Linked DNA regions of Mus musculus: regions 2, 3 and 4 are each linked to region 1. The links are chromatin contacts, called in public HiChIP or PLAC-seq and promoter capture Hi-C maps. All regions are on one chromosome and are shown on one strand. The core of a region is the stretch at or near the end of the contact, and the rest is flanking DNA. Distances in the headings are between cores, read along the strand shown.

Evidence for each region. HiChIP or PLAC-seq counts read pairs in DNA pulled down with a chosen protein or histone mark. Capture Hi-C pulls out chosen DNA fragments and counts their contacts.
Region 2: a contact with region 1 is called in a FOXA1 HiChIP or PLAC-seq map of pancreatic cancer cells. The contact joins the promoter of B3galt6 here to the promoter of Gnb1 in region 1. A contact is called at or near these places in 1 of 39 promoter capture datasets (pre-B cells), 2 of 484 Hi-C or Micro-C datasets (both in embryonic stem cells) and 1 of 115 datasets of contacts at active chromatin or transcription factors (pancreatic cancer cells).
Region 3: a promoter capture Hi-C map of liver shows a contact between it and region 1, with 4 times the contacts expected there. The contact joins the promoter of Morn1 here to the promoter of Gnb1 in region 1. A contact is called at or near these places in 4 of 39 promoter capture datasets (hippocampal neurons, liver and pre-B cells), 8 of 484 Hi-C or Micro-C datasets (CD4 T cells, CD8 T cells, cortical neurons and 5 more), 3 of 115 datasets of contacts at active chromatin or transcription factors (T-cell acute lymphoblastic leukemia, embryonic stem cells and memory CD8 T cells) and 2 of 9 other capture datasets (adipose tissue and liver).
Region 4: a contact with region 1 is called in an HNF4G HiChIP or PLAC-seq map of pancreatic cancer cells. The contact joins the enhancer-like site here to the promoter of Gnb1 in region 1. A contact is called at or near these places in 1 of 484 Hi-C or Micro-C datasets (the G1E-ER4 cell line) and 4 of 115 datasets of contacts at active chromatin or transcription factors (epiblast stem cells, memory CD8 T cells, microglia and 1 more).

The regions. Positions count from the first base shown.
Region 1 is chr4:155,489,979-155,492,680 of GRCm38.p6, forward strand. It overlaps Gnb1 (guanine nucleotide binding protein (G protein), beta 1), which reads left to right and starts at 1,383. Exons shown (of 12, transcript NM_001160016.1): 1 at 1,383-1,602.
Region 2 is chr4:155,991,330-155,994,031 of GRCm38.p6, forward strand. B3galt6 (UDP-Gal:betaGal beta 1,3-galactosyltransferase, polypeptide 6) reads right to left here and starts at 1,349. Exons shown (of 1, transcript NM_080445.4): 1 at 1-1,349. The coding sequence starts at 1,287. The coding sequence ends at 310. Sdf4 (stromal cell derived factor 4) reads left to right here and starts at 1,514. Exons shown (of 7, transcript NM_011341.5): 1 at 1,514-2,005.
Region 3 is chr4:155,085,252-155,087,953 of GRCm38.p6, forward strand. Morn1 (MORN repeat containing 1) reads left to right here and starts at 1,326. Exons shown (of 14, transcript NM_001081100.1): 1 at 1,326-1,430; 2 at 2,170-2,241. The coding sequence starts at 1,355. It overlaps Rer1 (retention in endoplasmic reticulum sorting receptor 1), which reads right to left and starts at 1,102. Exons shown (of 7, transcript NM_026395.2): 1 at 954-1,102.
Region 4 is chr4:155,161,970-155,164,671 of GRCm38.p6, forward strand. All of the region lies in intron 1 of Ski (ski sarcoma viral oncogene homolog (avian)), which reads right to left. Among named protein-coding and RNA genes, the nearest start is that of Ski, 59 kb to the right of the region's middle. Within about 2 kb of position 1,397, at least 177 of the 459 cell types and tissues checked have an H3K27ac peak or open chromatin away from gene starts, as enhancers often do. A contact at or near this core is called in the G1E-ER4 cell line, memory CD8 T cells, microglia and 1 more, where this site is marked.

The DNA.
Region 1 (2,702 bases), core at 133-2,632:
AAGGTCTGGCCTTCACAAGTTCATGGAAGAGGCACTTGTGGGAAGTTGGAGTCACAAGGGACAGTGGAGAGAATGGTGAGAAGGAAGGACCCTGTACTTTTACTTGGAGAGAGTGGGATGATGGAGCTGTCAAGAACTTCAGGTAAAAAACAGTCACAAATGACAGAGTCAGGTCTCGAACAGATGGAGTGAAGGGCATAGAGTCCCAGGGGTCAGAGGCCCTAGGGTGAGATGATAGCAGTGGTGGATATATTTGAGGTAACTGGAACCAGGCTTCTTACTCTCAAAGCAGGTCACTCAATATGCAAGGAAGAGAATATGCAGTATTTTGGAGAGACCACACACTTACTGTGATCAAGAAAAAGATACGAATGCCCACATGACCATCTGCATGTACATATATGTATGTTCATGTAAATGTATGTTTTCCCTCAGGGTGCCTGCTCAGCAATGACACTTTTGTAGCAATGAATATCCAATACCTGGTTCCTCACTTCTACCCATCCACTAGCAGAAGCTAGGGCTCGTAAAATCAGGCGTCAGATCAGGGCTGGCACAGGGAAAGTATATGAGGAAACTGTCAGGACTGAACAATGACAGACACATTTCTATGGCCCGGCAGGAAGCGCCCAGGGCAGGGAGGGGGAAGTGTGCAGACCACTCAAAGGCTGTTTCAAGAAGGAATGGGCTTCAAGGAAAGGCTGCAAGGTGCACAGAAGCTAACAAGAAGGGAAGGTATCAAGTGTGAATCATGGAAAGGTCTCAGAGTCAGCGTGGTGGCCAGGCCCCCCAGAGAGTTGTGGCTCTTGTTTAAAAGAGGGTAGTGCAGGCCAAGAGGAAATAAGAGAGGTATTCACCTGGTTTTGGAAAGGGCAGAATGGGAGTGAAAAAGTCATTGTGGCAGGAGTCATATTAGTTGAAGATGGCTGGACAAATAGGCACGACGGACCAGACCGGATGGCATGTCTTAAAGATTCTGGTGGTTAATCTTGACATCTTTCCTGTCCCACCTGGCTATTCCTACCCCTCTACCCCCGCTGTCTAGAACCTGCTAGGCCGTTCACGCACGCACGCACGCCTTTCGGCCCTCCCGGGCTGGTCATTCAGGCAGGACACACCGCCCTCTGGCTTGGGGCACATGGCACAGGAGCCGACACCGTCAGGTCAGAGCCAGAGGCCACCGAGGCCGATAGGCTGCCAACGTCCCTGGAAGACCCTTGCGGGGTGTGTGGGGTGGTGGTGGGGTGGGGTGGGGGAAAAAAATCACGGGTCCTTTAAGCCTCTCGCGCACGCGCAGAGGGAAGGAGGGGCGGGGCGGAAAGAGCGGCACGCGCACGCCGCCCGTGCGCGGTGACGCGACGTGGGGTTTCCCGAGGCTGCGGGCAGGGGCCGCCGCGCCCATCCTGATGGCTGGAGGCGTCTGAGGGGCGGACGGCGACGGCGGCGGCGGCGGCGGCGGTGGCGGGCGCGGGCGGCGAGGGCAGCGGGGCTGGGACTGGAACAGCCGCCGCGCGGACCCGACCAGCCTCGCCGACTCCTGCCCGCAGGCCGCGAGCGCGACGACCAGGCGGCGGCGTGGGCGCCAGACCGGGCGAGGGCGAGGTGAGCGCGGCTGGGGTCTGTGAGCTGAGCCTGCCCCGCGCTGGGCCAGGCCCTGCGGCTCTTCTCGCTCGTGGGTCATCGGCCGCCGTCTTCATCCTGCTCTTCAGGGTTGGGTGGGCGATCCCCGGCGTGCCGGGTGGGCGGCAGGGCTGGGGTCTCGGGGTCCGGGGGGTGAGGGATGGGGCGGAGCCGCCTGGGCCGGGGCGCAGGCCCGGGCCGGGGTCTTAGGCTCAAGGCCGCGTCCGGGGTGCGGGCCCGGAGATGCGGCAACCTGGGTGGAGGTCCTGGGTTCAAGGCCAGATCTGGGATGGGTTCTGGGTTCAAGGCTGGATCCCGGATGCGGGACCTGATCTGTGGTCTTGGGTTCAAAGCCCGTGTCGGAATTCGGTTTCCAGACTCATTCATGTTCCTGGGGTCGAGGCTGTTGCGGGGGGCGGGGGGGTCTAGGGCCTGATGCGGGATCCCGGAGGTGGTCTTGAGTTTTAAGAAAGGGAACGGGATGCAGGGCTGGGGCTCGGGTCGTAGGTTCGAGCCTGGATGGCTTGCTAAGGTGGGGATGCCAGGAGAGCCGCAGGCGCTTCTTCTCGCGGCCGAGTCCCCGCGGGAACAAAAGCCGAGCTCTGCCCTCCGGACCGCGCCTTCCTGCGGGGCGTGGGACTCGGCCGGGCGCGCGGGGAGCGGACACGGGGCGAGTCTACTGGATTCGGCCATCAACCCCTGCCGGGTGCGGGCCTACGGCTACCAAGCTTCCCAGCTTCCTTCGCTGCCGGCCTTCCTGGCCCCAGGCACCCGTAAATGAATGGGCGCCGCGTCCGGTCGCCGCGACAAGATGGCGATACCCGCCTTTGTCAGCCAGGACCGCGCCGTCCGCTGCCGGGGCTGAAAACAAAGGCCGGCTCTGGTGGCCGGTGCAGAGGAAAAGGCGCCGGGCTCCTGGGTTCGCCTGATGCATCAGTGCTGGGAGGGGACGTCCTGCCCAGAGCACTCAGAGGGTGGCCTAGTCTTTCCGCGTCTCCTCCACAGCCTCGGGTTCCCCTGGGGAACTGCAGCTTGGCTTTTGACCTTTTGATACATTTAAACATTTTTTTTTTCCGGGTTTT
Region 2 (2,702 bases), core at 99-2,598, 500 kb after region 1:
TCACACTCCAGATGGCTGATAGGTGGCATTACATGGTCAGTGTGTGTGCATGTGTGTGTGTGTGTGCGCGCGCGTGCGCGCGCACGCGCTCAGATGCAATCTCCACATTCATAACCAGATGTCCTTGGGTAGGCCTTACACCAGACCACTAATGGCACCCTCAGTGGACTAGACATTGTTAGCTGTCTCTGGCCATCAGTCCCAAGGTCTCAACAGCAATTGGATAAACCAAGCTCAGCCCAGATCATTTATCAGATTGTTCAGGATGCTTGGCCTGTGTCAGGAGAGACCCCGGCACCTGCAGTGACATCAGGGAACGCCCTCCTTGCGCTGGCAGCACTGGGAGGGTGGAGCTGACCAGTCATAGACATAGGAAAGGCGCAACTGCACCTCATGCTTGCACAACCGGCCCTCATGCAGCAACATCTGTTGCTTCTCCAACATGTCCTCTGGGCTTTGCTTGTGTGTCACCAGATACTGATTGTTGCAGCCTCGAGATTTGTACTCCGTGTCGAAGCGTGGGTCGTGCTCCCGTTGCACATCCACTGGTGCCAGCCAGGTGCCCAGCGATACGTCTTCACTGTGCCACGCGCGCAGGTACTCGCGGCTGAGGCGCAGGTAATGCACCAGGTCCGCAGAAAGGACATAGCCACCGCCCAACGCGTAGGGCAGGTAGTAGTCGCAGAGTTGCCAGGCTGCTTCTCGCCAGCGACCTCCCGGCTTGACGCGCCCGCGCCCGGAAAAGAAGCCCCAGTAGAGGCGCCGGCGGCGTGCGGGCTCCCGTGCGCGTAGGTCCACCAGGATAGCGTCCAGGCGCGCAAAGGAGTCGTCGTCCGCCTTGAGCACGAACTCGAAGTCCACGCGCTCATCCAGCCAGGTCAGCATGGCCAGGACCTTGGCCGTGAGGTTCTCGTAGGCGTCGCGCAGGGCGGGCAGCAGCAGCAGGTCCCCGTGCTGCGCCTGCTCGAGCTCAAGAGCGCGCCGCTCCTCCGAGCCTAAGCCGCCAGTGCCCACGGCGAAGCGCGCCCACACGTCCTCGGGTCCGCCACGCCTCTCCGGTGCCAGCCACGTGCTGCGCACTGCGGTGCGGCGCTCGACCGCGCGGGGCGCACTGGCCACCAGCACCGCCAGGAAGGCCTTAGCGCGGGGCCGAGCGGCTCCGGAAGCGGAGGGCGTCTCGCCCTCGGAAGCGCAGCGCGCCAGGTACAACAGAGTGGTGCCGCAGAACGCCAGGCCGCCTAGGCCCAGCGCCACCCGGTGCCGCCAAGCGCGCCGGAATACCTTCATGCTGCGGGCGAGAGGCCGCCGAGGAGCGCAGGCGCGGACGCTGGAAGGCGCCTGCGCGACTCGGACGCTGGAAGGCGCCTGCGCGACTCGGAGGCTGGAAGGCGCCTGCGCGACTCGGAGGCTGGAAGGCGCCTGCGCGACTCGGAGACTGGAAGGCGCCTGCGCGACTCGACTCGGAGACTGGAAGGCGCCTGCGCGACTCGACTCGGAGACTGGAAGGCGCCTGCGCGACTCGGAGACTGGAAGGCTCGGAGGCTGGAAGGCGCCTGCGCGACTCGGACGCTGGAAGGCGCCTGCGCGACTCGGACGCTGGAAGGCGCCTGCGCGACTCGACTCGGACGCTGGAAGGCGCCTGCGCGACTCGGAGACTGGCGCGGCCGGTTAGGCCTGGTAACGTGGGAGGAGCCCCGAGGCGCACCGTGGCTGGGGGTTTCGACTCCCCGGAGCTGATATCCAGGGCGGCTTTGAAGGATAGGGCTGGGCCCAGAATGATTGACACGTGACCCCGCGCGCCATTCCTATTGGTTGCTTCGCAGAGGCTGCTTCCGCCCATAAGAAAGATGGCGGCTTCGAGATTCGTACCGGAGGCCGGGTGTTTTTTTCCCCACCGTTCCCGGTTGTCTTATTCGCCCCTTCCCGGAAGAAAGATGGCGGCGGCCTGAGCCGAGTTCTGCGTAAGACTTGGCGGGCGCCCAGACCCGGCGCATCAGAAGCCGGGGTGAGTGAGGGGTCCCTGCAGTCGCCGTGCGAGGGGCGGGCTTGGGAGGCCATTCGGGTAGCGTTCGAATCGCGCCAGGTCTGAGCCGGCTCGACCCCGCGGGCCGCCCTCTTCCTCGGCTGCTGCTTCCGGAACTCACTGCCGCGGGGGATCTGAGGCTCGGGGCTCTGTTACCGGCTGGCGTTGTGACCTCAACTTGTGGTCCAGCAGCATCTCTGCCTCGGTTTCCCCTTTGGTAAAACGTGCGCCATGAGTTCTAGTAGTGTGAGCTGGAAATGGAAGGCCTGGGTAAAACCTTCCTGCCCAGCCCGGGTTGGTGGGCGTTCTTCTCCGGTACTGTTCGGCGTAGTTCTTAAACCGACATTGCTTTTACTTACTGTTGTTGTTGTTGACGTTTTTCGAGACGAGCGAGCTTTCTCCGTGTAGCTCGGGCTGTGCTGGAGCTCACTCTGTAGACCAGAGTGGCTGCACTGGAACTCAGAGATCGCCTGCCTTTGCCTCCTTAGTGCTAGAATTAAAGGCTTTTTCTTTTCTTTTACTTAACTTTTTTTTTTTTCTTCCTGCCAGGCTTTATTTCTTTACATTCCTATTTTTGTGTTGCTGGAGGAGATCGAATCCAGCACCGTAAATGCTGGGCAAAGGCTCTACTACTGGGCTAAATCATCAGTCCACTACCAGCTTTTGGGCTGTTTTACAC
Region 3 (2,702 bases), core at 76-2,575, 400 kb before region 1:
CCCTTCCAGACCCTGCCCCTCTGAGTCCTTCCCTCTCTGGGCCCCTCTCACCTTTGGGGGTGGGGTGGGAAATGATCATCTTGGATCATCCCCAGCCCTTTCTCTATGTTCTACCTCCACCGCAACCAGTTCCCCAACACACAACCTGGATCTAAGGGGCTGAGTATGGGTTTACTGATGCTCTTCTGAGCACCTTAATGAGGGTTAAAAAAAAAAAAAAAACTCACATCAAAAAAACAGGCAGTTCCAAGACGTATAACTAGTCTCTAAGTCTTCCCCCCGCCCCCAACAGGGTTGCTCCATGTAGACCAGGCTAGCCTCAAACTCACAGCCTCTGCCTCACATAAAGGCGTGCACCACCACCTCCTGGATAGTATCTGTTATTAAGAACTAAGAAAGAAAAGCCACTGGGGGTTCTCAATGTGGAAGTATGAAGCCCTCTTGCACTGATACCCTGCTAAGGGAGACAATGTAGCCTTATCTGCTCCACGCTGGAAGTACAGCCTGGAGGGCTGGACATTTTACTGCCTTAATGTCACCATATAATCTAGACCCATTTAACCAGCACCCCTTCGATCCATTCAGTAACTGTCTTCGCGCTCGGGCTTAATTCCTACACGTGTGCCCCGAAACTGAACACGGTAGTGGGGTAGCAAGAGGACACCTAACACATGCCGCCTGGATCTGTGCAGGCAACAACAGGCCACCTTCCTCCACGACCTGGGGCCGGGGGGTCGGGGCGGCGCGCGAGCCGCGGCGGGCAGCGCTCAGCAGTCCCCTCGCGCACCCCTCTCGGAGATCGGCCCGCCCCTGGCAACCCCTCGCCAGGCTCAAAGGCGCTGCCCGGCCCCGCCCGCCCGCCGCCCGCCGGCTCGCCCGTGGCCTTGACAGCCCAGAGGAAGGCGGTGGTGTGCCGCCCGACCAGGTCCGCGCCACCAGCCCACCCCCAGCACCTCGCAGCTCCGGTGCAGCCGAGCCGCGGTCTCCCTCACGGCTGCGGAAGGAGGATGGCGGGCAGGGCGGCCGCCAGAGCTCGGCTCCGGATCCGGGAAGCTGCACAGGCACTTCCGTTCCGTCCCGCGGCGCCTCCAGCCGCCAAGATGGCCGCGGGGCGGGGCCCAAGCTCCAACCATTTCCGCTTCCGGTATGGACGCAGAGGCCGTTGGCGGGAGCGCTTCCCGGCGGAAGGACGGGGTTGGCGGAAACGTGCCGTGGTGCACAGGCGCATTGACGTCCTCAGGCTCCGGATCCGGCGCCGCTGCTTCGGATGTTATGGTCTCCTGGCCACGCCCCATGGCAACCGGAGGCCAATGGAAGGCAGCTTTATGGTTGCTAGGGAAACTTTGGCGGCAAGATGGAGGCAGCTGGCGATCCCTACCAGGCTTCGCTCCAGCCGCGTCGGCACTCGCCGAGACTGCCGCCGCGAAACGGTACGGGCTGCGTCTCCCCGCTGGAGCTCCGTCGCGTTCGCGTGCTCCACAGGCGTGGTCCAGGCTGCAGGCTCACGGCCAGCCGACCCTGCGTCAGGGGGGGCAGGTAGAGCTGAGGTCAGGCTGGCTGGGTGAGCACACGAGGTTCGCCCAATGCAGTCTGATGAAAAGTTGTTCTAAAACCGGAGAAACAGGATCGATATGAGGTCAGAGTCCATGCTAGTGCCACTGTCTTCCCGTCCCAGGCTGCGACTTGCTGGCAAGAAAGCAGTGGGGTTGCTTATCCATCTCAGGAACTGAGAGATGGGTGTTGGGTGTGATGTCTCAGAGCTGGCTGCGTGATAAAAGATGAGGCAGCCAGGAGTAATTAGGAGTGAGTGTGGATTTTTGTCCCGTGGGGACAGGAGGATAGTGACGGTCCTGGCAGGGTGGGCTCTTTGCTGTATCCTCACGGAGCTTGTTGACTGCTTCCGTGCCCTCACCGCCTCCTCTTAAAGAGCCTACAATCAGCTTTTGTCTTAGCCCTCCTCTGGCCAGGCCTGCCTTTCCCTCAGTACTATCCATGTAACAAAACCCAAGCAAGGGAGAGGGAGCACCCATCTTGAGCAATTAACCATCCTGTCATGTTCAAGAGACTGATGAGAAATGACCTGCAGACTACTCCAGACCCTGAGCTGCCCCATCTCTGTGTCTGTTGATGGCAAACCATTGCTATGTTCATCTTCTTTTCCGAACACAGGCTATGGCGTATATGTATACCCAAATTCTTTCTTCCGCTATGAAGGAGAATGGAAGGGAGGCAAGAAACACGGTAAGAAGCCTGTGATCATTGCAGAGCTCATTCCAGAGCCAGATTCCTGAGAAAAGGTGTGGGAGGCAGTCAGTCTTGTACCAAGCATAGCCTGGTACTGCGCCTGCACACTGGGACTACCACTTGGACCCAGTCATGGTGGAACCAATGTAAGACCAATTCTTGTAGGCTTGGAGGTCATCACATGCTGGTGGGTGGTGGAACTATTGGTGGGAGGGAAAGAGTGGGGCAGTAGACCCAGAGTGTCACACACAAACACCATCATGGCGTCCTGCATGCTTGTTATTGGACATCCAGGCCTCTAATCATCAGCCTTAGTGTCTCTGTATTCAAAAAAAAAAAAAAAAAAAAAAAAGGTAAACATGGGCACGAAAGAACCCTGTTCTCTCGTGTCTGTGAGCATTCCAGTTTATAGAATATACCACCAGACAAAGGCCAGGCGATGTGGAGGTTTTGCTGTG
Region 4 (2,702 bases), core at 147-2,646, 330 kb before region 1:
AACAAGGCTCTTCTCTAGAATACTTGGGGGAAACAACTTATCATAAAACTGGCCTTGCCTTCCTTGAAGAGGCAATGAGGAAGAAGGCAGCCAAGGTAACAGCTTGACAGGTTTCCTTCCATGAAACCTGGAGAGGAGAGATGATCCACCCCATTGGAGGCCTTCACCAAGGCCCAGGTAGTGAGCAGTGCACGTGCTGGGTCCTTGTCCAGTGCTTGTGCCTGGGAGGCCTGCTGCCTTTCCAAGTATAAGCAAGTCTTTGGGGCGAGCAAAGGGAAGGACCTCTGTATTCAGGGGCCTGCACTGGGGGAAATCACTGGAGGGATGACACTGGTGGTGTCCCCAGGGCACTTTCAGAGACAAACCCATACTCAGCTGGGGTGCATGTTCCTCAAACACAAATAACTGTTCAAGAAAAAAAGACACCAAAACTACCTTTCTAGAGGGAATAACTCATAGTGTCAAACTGTCACTTAGCAGAGGCTCAGTCAGTGGAGGCCATGTACGCTCCCTGCAGGAGTAGATATTCAGGATGCTGGTGGGGCAGAAGAACCCACTTCCGGAATTGCAAGGATCCCTCCCACAATGAAGGCAGAAGGTGGGTGTTGCACACCAGGGTGGGGCTTCCTGTCTGAGCAGACACTGGAACAGGTGCAAAAAGTGAGCTCTAGTCTCTCACAGAGAAAGCCACAAGTCTAGTCTGGGACACCTCTCAGGCAGCCTCAAAACTGTGACCCAGCAGAAAATGCTGGGGAATAGGACCACTGGGTGAGGCTACTTCCTGTTCAGAAGGGCCATGGGGCGGGAGGGGGGGTTGCTAGACTACTATACTGGGGTCAAAGTCTCCTAAGGCAACCCAGATGTTTCACACATGGGACGGGGAAGCCCCTGGAGCTAGTGGAAGAGTCTTAAGGTAGCTGGAACAACTCCCCTGAGATGTTCATAGAAAGTCCAAAGGCAAGTAGAACTCTTACAGAACAAGGAAGTGTTAAAACTAGACAGTGCCAGGAATTTCCCCTTTAGTACCAAGCTAGCTGCATACATGAGCTGAAGGGCAGTTAAGCAAGAGGGCCCTGATGAAGGTGTCCTACTCTTCAAAGGAACAGAGAAAGAGCTTCGTCAGGTTTGGGATATCAGTGTCCACAGCATGGACACTAGGAGTCCTTGGAGTCATCCAATGGTTAACAAAACTGTACCATAGCGTGTGTCCCCTCTACGAGAACCAGTTAGGACCAATCTGACCTTTCTTGGGGCCTCAAAAACAGTCCACAGTGCCTACAAGCCAGGAGGGGAGCTCTGGCCCCACAAGCTAAAGCCAGGACCTAAACAGGCTGGCAAGAGGCAGCCCTGCCCCCAAAAGTCCAATACCAAGAGCTATTATCAGGCTGTATCGGGGAGGAGCCAGCTGAGCTGGCCACAGCGGTGCCCTGTGGCCACTTCCTCTCTGGGGCTTCAGACAGTGGTGTTTGTTTCCCCCACATCCCAAGGGCAAAGGCATTGAGAACAGGTGTCACTGAGGGTGACCTCTGCACCTGTGCAGGAAGGGCAGGGCCAGGCAGGGCTGTGGATATGCAGATCCATCCATCCCAAAGCAGGGGAAGAGCCAGCTGAATCTGCCCACCCCACCCCTCCCCTCCCCACCCCACCCTGCACCGCGGAGTCCATGCACTCTGACCTACAGAGAACTTAACAATCCTTCACCTTCTACCTCAGAAAGAATACTTGAGACACTCTTACTGATCAAGGAAAGAAACAGGACAGGACACTATGGGCCTGTGGGTCACAGTGGGGCCTGGCATTCAGATGAGCTGTGGCCAATGTGGCTGCTGTGTCTAGCACTTGTCTCTAGCCTCAGACGGACAGAGAACTGGCAGGCAGGGCCTCAGGGATTTGTGGCCAGCAGGAGCCAATCAGCACAGACCGTGCACCCTGTGGATGCCCAACAAGCATAGACAGCAGGTAGCTGGAGAAATCGTCCCAAGGCACGGCAACTTGTCACAGGCAGTAGTCACTATGGCCGGCACTGCGAAGGGAGTGAGTAGATTCGGGGTTCTAAAAGAGGCCTGCACACTGTGCTAAGGTGACCGTGGTAACTAGATCCCCACACAAGAAACTGAGAACCACAGGGGCCCTACACAGCATCTGCTCACCTCACACGCTACAGAATCCCGACAGTCTCCACTCTGGCCTGTCCTGAAAGAACAAGCTCACTGCCATGGTTCACCCCAAGATAGCCCCCCCCCCCCCCCGACTATTGAAGAAACTTCATTATCAGAGCCAAGGTGATGGGGCACGCATGCACACTGGGAGTCCAAGGCCAGCCTGGTCTACACAGCAAGTTCCTGGACAGCCAGAGCTACATAATAAGGAGATCCTGTCCCGAAAATAAAACAAACAAAAAGAGTCTGCCTCAGAACCTGTCCCCAAGGCCTGCGCAGCCATCCTTCCAGCTGCATCCAGTTTCTTATCCTTGATTTTGAGTGTGTGTGTGTGTGTGTGTGTGTGTGTAGGTGTGTGTAGGTGGGTGGGTTGTGATCAGAGCATGCAGCTTAACTTCCTATAGTGCTCTGGTCACTGCCCCAGACGCCAACCATCTTTAAGTGACCACCAAATGGTCATGGGAGAACACAGGGACTCTGCTGTATGTCCCTGACAATGCAGACAGTACCCACACCACAGGGCGGAACCCAGGCAAGCTTCCA